Regions from separate parts of the Neogale vison genome. Here region 2 is linked to region 1. The links are chromatin contacts, called in public Hi-C maps. All regions are on one chromosome and are shown on one strand. Each heading gives the region's core, a stretch centred on a gene start, on an enhancer-like site or on the middle of the called end of the contact. The rest is flanking DNA. Distances are from core to core; before and after follow the strand shown.

Region 1 (2,699 bases), core at 58-2,557:
AGTGAAGCTTAATAGAAGCCCAAGAAGTCTCAGTAACCAAGATATATAACATTTTAACGCAAAATTTTAAAATAATGGTAAAGTAGGCCAGCTGCTAACTGCTTATTTCTGTAAATAAGGCTTTCAGGGGTGGGATTAAGAAGGGAAGAGAGAGGCTGAATGGTGCAAGTGCACAAATGCATTTGAAATTTGAAGTTTTGATATATTTGAAGCTTTGATGTATTGCTTATCATGGATTTTTTGTATTAATTTTAATTTTTTAAATTAATTTTGACTTTAAAAATATTGCATTAAAATATTTATCTTGACTATTGAAATGTGATTTTCCCCCACCAAATCCACAAATTTTGCAATTGAGCCAAGTGTCCCTCACTAGCCTTACCCGAGTATCGGCCCTGTAAAATGACGAGTCAACAAAAACCTATCCACCTTGTTCAACCACGACTCTTCCACGTGAGAGAACCGGGCCGCTCCCCTCCCGGTCCTCAGCGTGGGGAGGCCGCAGCATGGAGTCTCCCTGCGTCCCGTGGGCTAGGATTCTCTCCTCTGGCTTTCCTTGCGCGTGTACTGAAAGGTTACATGGGGTTTGGATCGGTCTTGCTCTGAACAGCAGAATGCCTCGACTGCGTCTGCTTTTGCACTTCGGCTCGCGTTAGGCAATGACCTCTTCCTCCGCTCAAAGTTAGCCGGGTCACTGCTCGCCCACGGCGTCCCCCAAACACCTCCCACAACCGCGCCGACCCGCAGCGATGTCCTCTCAGTGTTCCGCGTCTCAGTCCGGTGCTCTGGAGTGGGACACAGCGTGACAGGACCAGCCGTCGTCTGGGGCGCCGAGGCCGCGGACCCGCCCCAAGCGCCGGCCCGCCGGCGGCCCGGCCGCCCCATCCTTTCGCGGGTCATCGTGTGATCTCGTCTGAGCGCTCCGCCGAGGACTCCGGCGTGAGAAACGGCTCGCGCGCTTCCCGGTTTTTACAGGAGGCCGCTGAAAAGCGCGAAAAAGCTCCCCGCGCGATAGTGCGCAGGCGCAGCGGCCCCCGGGGCTGTCTTCAGCCCCGGCCTTGGTGGAACCGGCTGCGCGCTCGGCGCTCGCCAGCCCCGTGGGGGCGCTGCGAGGAAAGCGTCGGAGGCGGGCGGGGGCTCCTTGGAGGGGGTGGTGCCGGGCCCGGGTCGCCGGCCTGGGGGCGGGGACCCGTGCGGGCGGAGGGCGGTGGCCGGGATGGGTCTGGGACGGACGCGTCCCCGGGCGTGCACGGCGGCCGCGGGCCGGATGAGACGGGTGACGGCGGGTGACAGCGGGCGGGGCGGCGGGCGGTGCCGCGTTCACGCCCTCCGCTTGGCCGGGCCGGGAGGGCCCTCGGACTCGGGGCGCGCCGGGCCGGGCGGGCTGAGGCGCGCGGCTCGGACGCGGCCATGCAGGGCCCGCTCGCTTGGCCGCTGCGGCTGCTCGGGTGGCGAAGCCGGGCCGGCCACACGTGGACGCTGGGCGCCGGCGGCCCGGGGCCCCGACCTCCGCTGACGGGCCTGTGGCCGGCGCGGCCTTGGGGCGCGGGGCCGGGGCTCCTCCGGGATGCCGGCGCCGCGCGAGGCCCGCGTCGCTGGACTAGCGGCTGCCCGGGCGGGGGTCCCCGCGGCCCCGGCGGTGGAGCAGGCGTGGCGCGGCTCCTGGGGCAGTGGGCGCGGCCCCCCGGCGCCAGCAGGTGCGGGGCCCTTGCGGGGCCCGACGCTCCCCGGCTCCGGCGCGCGGGGCTCCGGGGCGGGCCGGCAGTCGCAGCCCGGGGCGGGGGCGAGGCCCGGCCAAGCGGGTCGGCGTTGCCTGCGGCCGCGGCGCCTCCCGGAGACGACTCGCGGCTGCGCCCGGTCGCGGCCAGGCGCTCGGAGGCTCAGAAGCTCTTGGGGCTGGCGTACCCGGAGCGCGGCAGGCTGGCAGGTAGGGCTTTCTCCGTCCGCTCCCCTCGGCCGTCCGCGCACCTTACAGAGCGCGTGTCCCGGGACAGTGGGGGCGGCAGGGAGACCCCGGGCCACTTGCCACACAGTGGGGAGGGACGGGCTGGCCCTTCTGTGGGGATCTTTACCAAGAAGTCCTGGACGGAGCGCTCACCTCTCGGTAGCGTTGTCGAGCCTTTCAGGTTGGCTGAGAATCTGTTCTCAGTTGTCCTTTATGTTTGTTTTCTTTGCTTGACACACACACAAGGGCAACAGGATCTCATTACTGGAGTCTTGGGGGCCGGTCTGCTTGGGCATTGCCAGAGTTCTCAGAGTGAGCTGCCCCCCCCCTTACTTTTGAAAATTTATTCTAGCCAAAAATATACCTGTTTTGTATTATGCAGTTACACCACTTCTTACAAACATTATGTATTAGGCTAAGCGAAATGAGATCAAGACAAATACCGTATGATTTCACTCATGTTGATTTTAAGGAACAGAACAAATGAACGTAGGGGAAGAGAAGGAAAACAAAGTAAGAAAAAGAGGGAGGCAAACTGTTAGAGACTCTTAACTACAGGGAACAAACAGGTTGCGGGAGAGGAGGTGGACGGGGGATTGGGCAACTGTGTGATGGGCATTAGGGAGGAGGGCACTGGATGTAATGAGCCCTGGGAACTGTGTGCAACTAATGAATCACTGAATTCTACCGCTGAAGCTAATGATACACTGTATGTTAACTAAATTGAATTTAAAAAATAAATAACATTATTTGC
Region 2 (2,699 bases), core at 118-2,617, 70 kb before region 1:
AAGTCATAATAAAAAAGGGAAATGTATCACATTAAGTCATTTTCATTATATAAAAGGACTCAGCTCCTCAAAAGTGAAAATTTTTCAAAATACTGAAATAAAAATATTATATATAAAAACAAAATAGGACGACAAAGCAAACAAACAAACCAAAACAAAACAAAAAACCGGAGTCCCATGATTCTAACATACTATGAAACCAAAAGGATATGCCAAGGGCTGGATCCCTTCCATTTCTTCAATCTATGGAGCCTGAAATCCTACAGACCGGCCTTCGGAACTTACTTACCCTCAACAGGTAATCCTGCAGGGAACGAGCAAGCACCGCGTGCAGGGCGCGAACATTCAGCTGGGCCTCCTTCACTCTATCACAGAGCAGAGGAACACGCGAGTGCTGTCAGTTTTCCCATTCTGTCAAAACGTCCAAGACGAGCGCGTCCAACAACTTACTTCTCCATCAGTGTGTCAGGAAACCCCCGTACCAGCTACAAAGTACTTTAAAAGTGTTCGCAGAATTGGTTACAAAGACGCCGCTGACACCGTCCCGGAGGCTGCCCACGTTCCGCGCTCGGGGCCGCGCAGAGGTCTCCGTGCCCGGACGTAGTAAGCCCAGCGCCCAACGCAAAACCGCGCTAGTACTCACGCAAAGGGCGCTCACGCGCGGCCACACGGGGCATCCCGCGGAGCAGAAGGAAACCAAGTAACAAGAATCCGCGGAGAGCTGGGAGGAGCGACGGGAGAAGCCGGACCAGCGGCGAGCCCAGGAGGCTCTCCCCAGCGCCTGCCGTCCGCTCGAGGGCCCACGGCGGCATCAGGGGGAGGGTCCTCCTCGGTGAAGGGGCTCCCTCCCAGACCGACCCCGGAGAGGGACCGCGGGCGCGGCACAGAGCCGGCCCGGGCAGCGCGGCGCTGGGGGAGTGCTCGCCTCAGGGCCGGCCCGGGCTGCGGGGCGCTGGGGTGTGTTCACCTCAGGGCCGGCCCCGGCAAGGGGCTCACCTGGACGCCGTCCTCAGGTAAGGGGCTCCCCTCAGACCCGCCCCGGACAGGGCCGGCAGGCGCGACGCAAGGCGGTGTCCGGCTGAAGGAGCTCAGCTGGCGGCCACACGCTCGGGGACCGCGGGCGGGGCCGGAGGACGGCGGCGGCGGCGGTGCGAGCTCCCGGGCGCCCCAGCACGTGGGCGCGGCCCCCGCGCTCCTTCCGCCCGACGCCGGCGGCGCGGCGGGGCGGGGCGGCGCGCACGCCAGGCATCGCCAGCAGAGCGCCGAGGCGCCTCGCCCATTGGTGGAGACGGTTGCGCGTTGGAGGCCCGAGCGGCCCACCCCGCGGCCCGCTCCGTGTCAGTCAGTCATGGAGCGGCCGCCCAGAGCCGCCGCCGCGGGGGCGGCAAGGCGCGGGGCGCGGGGGCCCGGCTGAGCCGGCCGTCGGAGCGAGACCCTGCGGCAGAGACAACGGAGGCGGAAGCGACCCGATCGCGGAGGCGGCGGCGGCGGGAGGAGCCGGAGCCGCCTGGGATGTTCAGTGAGTGCGGGGCGCGCGGGCGGGGAGGGCCGGGGGAGGGGGTCGCGAGCCGGGAGCGCGCGGGCGGGCGGGGGCCGGGAGGGAGGGAGCGCGGGCGGCGGCGCGGTGGCGCGCGGCGAGGCCTAGGCGGGGCGCGCGCCCGCAGCTCCCGCCGGCGGGGCGGTGGGGGCGGGGCGGGCGGGCGGGGCCGGCTGTGCGCGGGCGCGGCGGCCGCGCCTCCGCCCTCGGCCTCCGAGTCCCAGGCGGCCGCGGGCGGCGTGGCCTGCAGTCGCCAGCTACACCTGGAGGGCTCCGCGTTCCTGCTCGGGGTGGGTCCTGCCGGGGCGGCTGCCGGGCGCCCGCCGGGAAGGGGTCCTGAGCGCCGGGCAGCCCGGCAGGAGCTCAGGTCCGAATCGCCTTTTCATTTAAGGAAAAAGGAAATGCCTTTGGCCGAACTCGGGATTAAACTTCGCACATGGTGATTGCGGGTGGCTGGGTGTGAAATCGACCTCTCCATGTGACAGGGGAGATCTCAAGTTAGACTGGTCGGAGCTAGGGGATCCCGACCTGCAAGGTTGCCTTCGGGGTGGTTTAACTCCTGACAGCGAGAGGTCGGTGCGCCTAGGCGGTACTCGCGAGGCTCCAGGGCTTTTGAAAATGTAGGAGGTAAGGCGTCGGTCCGAAGTCAGTGGATGGGGGAAACAGTGGTGTCATTTTAGACTTAGCGGAAGTGGAGCGCTTGAAAGCTTCATGCAGTTCTCCCATCAGTTGTGAAAGTGTCGTTATACTGCGGATCTCGCAGCTGGTTTGGCTCTGGGATCAGAAGGTAAGTCTGCCAGTGCCATGCGGCGTCCGTCTTAAATTACCTAAACTCTGACCTTGCAGATTGAAATCTTGGAATGGGGACTCCCGCGAACAAGCAGTTAGTTGGGTGCTGTGTCGGGAGGAACCGTGAGGGCGGAGTTTGTCTTCTCTTGTGATACGAGTGTGTGACATACCTGAGTTGTGGCGTGGAAGGAAGACAAGGCAGCCGTTCCCCAGCCGTGCTCACAGCCCCGCTTGAAAGTCAGAGCAGGAAGGGGAGTTTGTGCCACATCTTTAAACTCCGAGAAACTTAATGTGGTGCGTGGGGCTTGCGGACTGTCTAGAGCTAAGGTTGAAACCATGTAACTATCCGTGTAACTATCCGTGAGCCTTAGTT

The links. Hi-C and Micro-C count contacts between places; a contact is called where the count stands out from the background.
Region 2: a contact with region 1 is called in a Hi-C map of fibroblasts, with 5 times the contacts expected there. The contact joins the promoter of TAF5L here to the enhancer-like site in region 1. A contact is called at or near these places in 2 of 3 Hi-C or Micro-C datasets (fibroblasts and muscle).

The regions. Positions count from the first base shown.
Region 1 is chr2:148,715,014-148,717,712 of ASM_NN_V1, reverse strand. No RefSeq gene overlaps it. Among named protein-coding and RNA genes, the nearest start is that of ABCB10, 9.6 kb to the right of the region's middle. Within about 2 kb of position 1,307, the one cell type or tissue checked has open chromatin away from gene starts, as enhancers often do. A contact at or near this core is called in fibroblasts, where this site is marked.
Region 2 is chr2:148,784,835-148,787,533 of ASM_NN_V1, reverse strand. It overlaps TAF5L (TAF5-like RNA polymerase II p300/CBP-associated factor-associated factor 65 kDa subunit 5L), which reads left to right and starts at 1,367. Exons shown (of 5, transcript XM_044239291.1): 1 at 1,367-1,519. URB2 (unhealthy ribosome biogenesis protein 2 homolog) reads right to left here and starts at 1,147. Exons shown (of 11, transcript XM_044239297.1): 1 at 997-1,147; 2 at 290-495.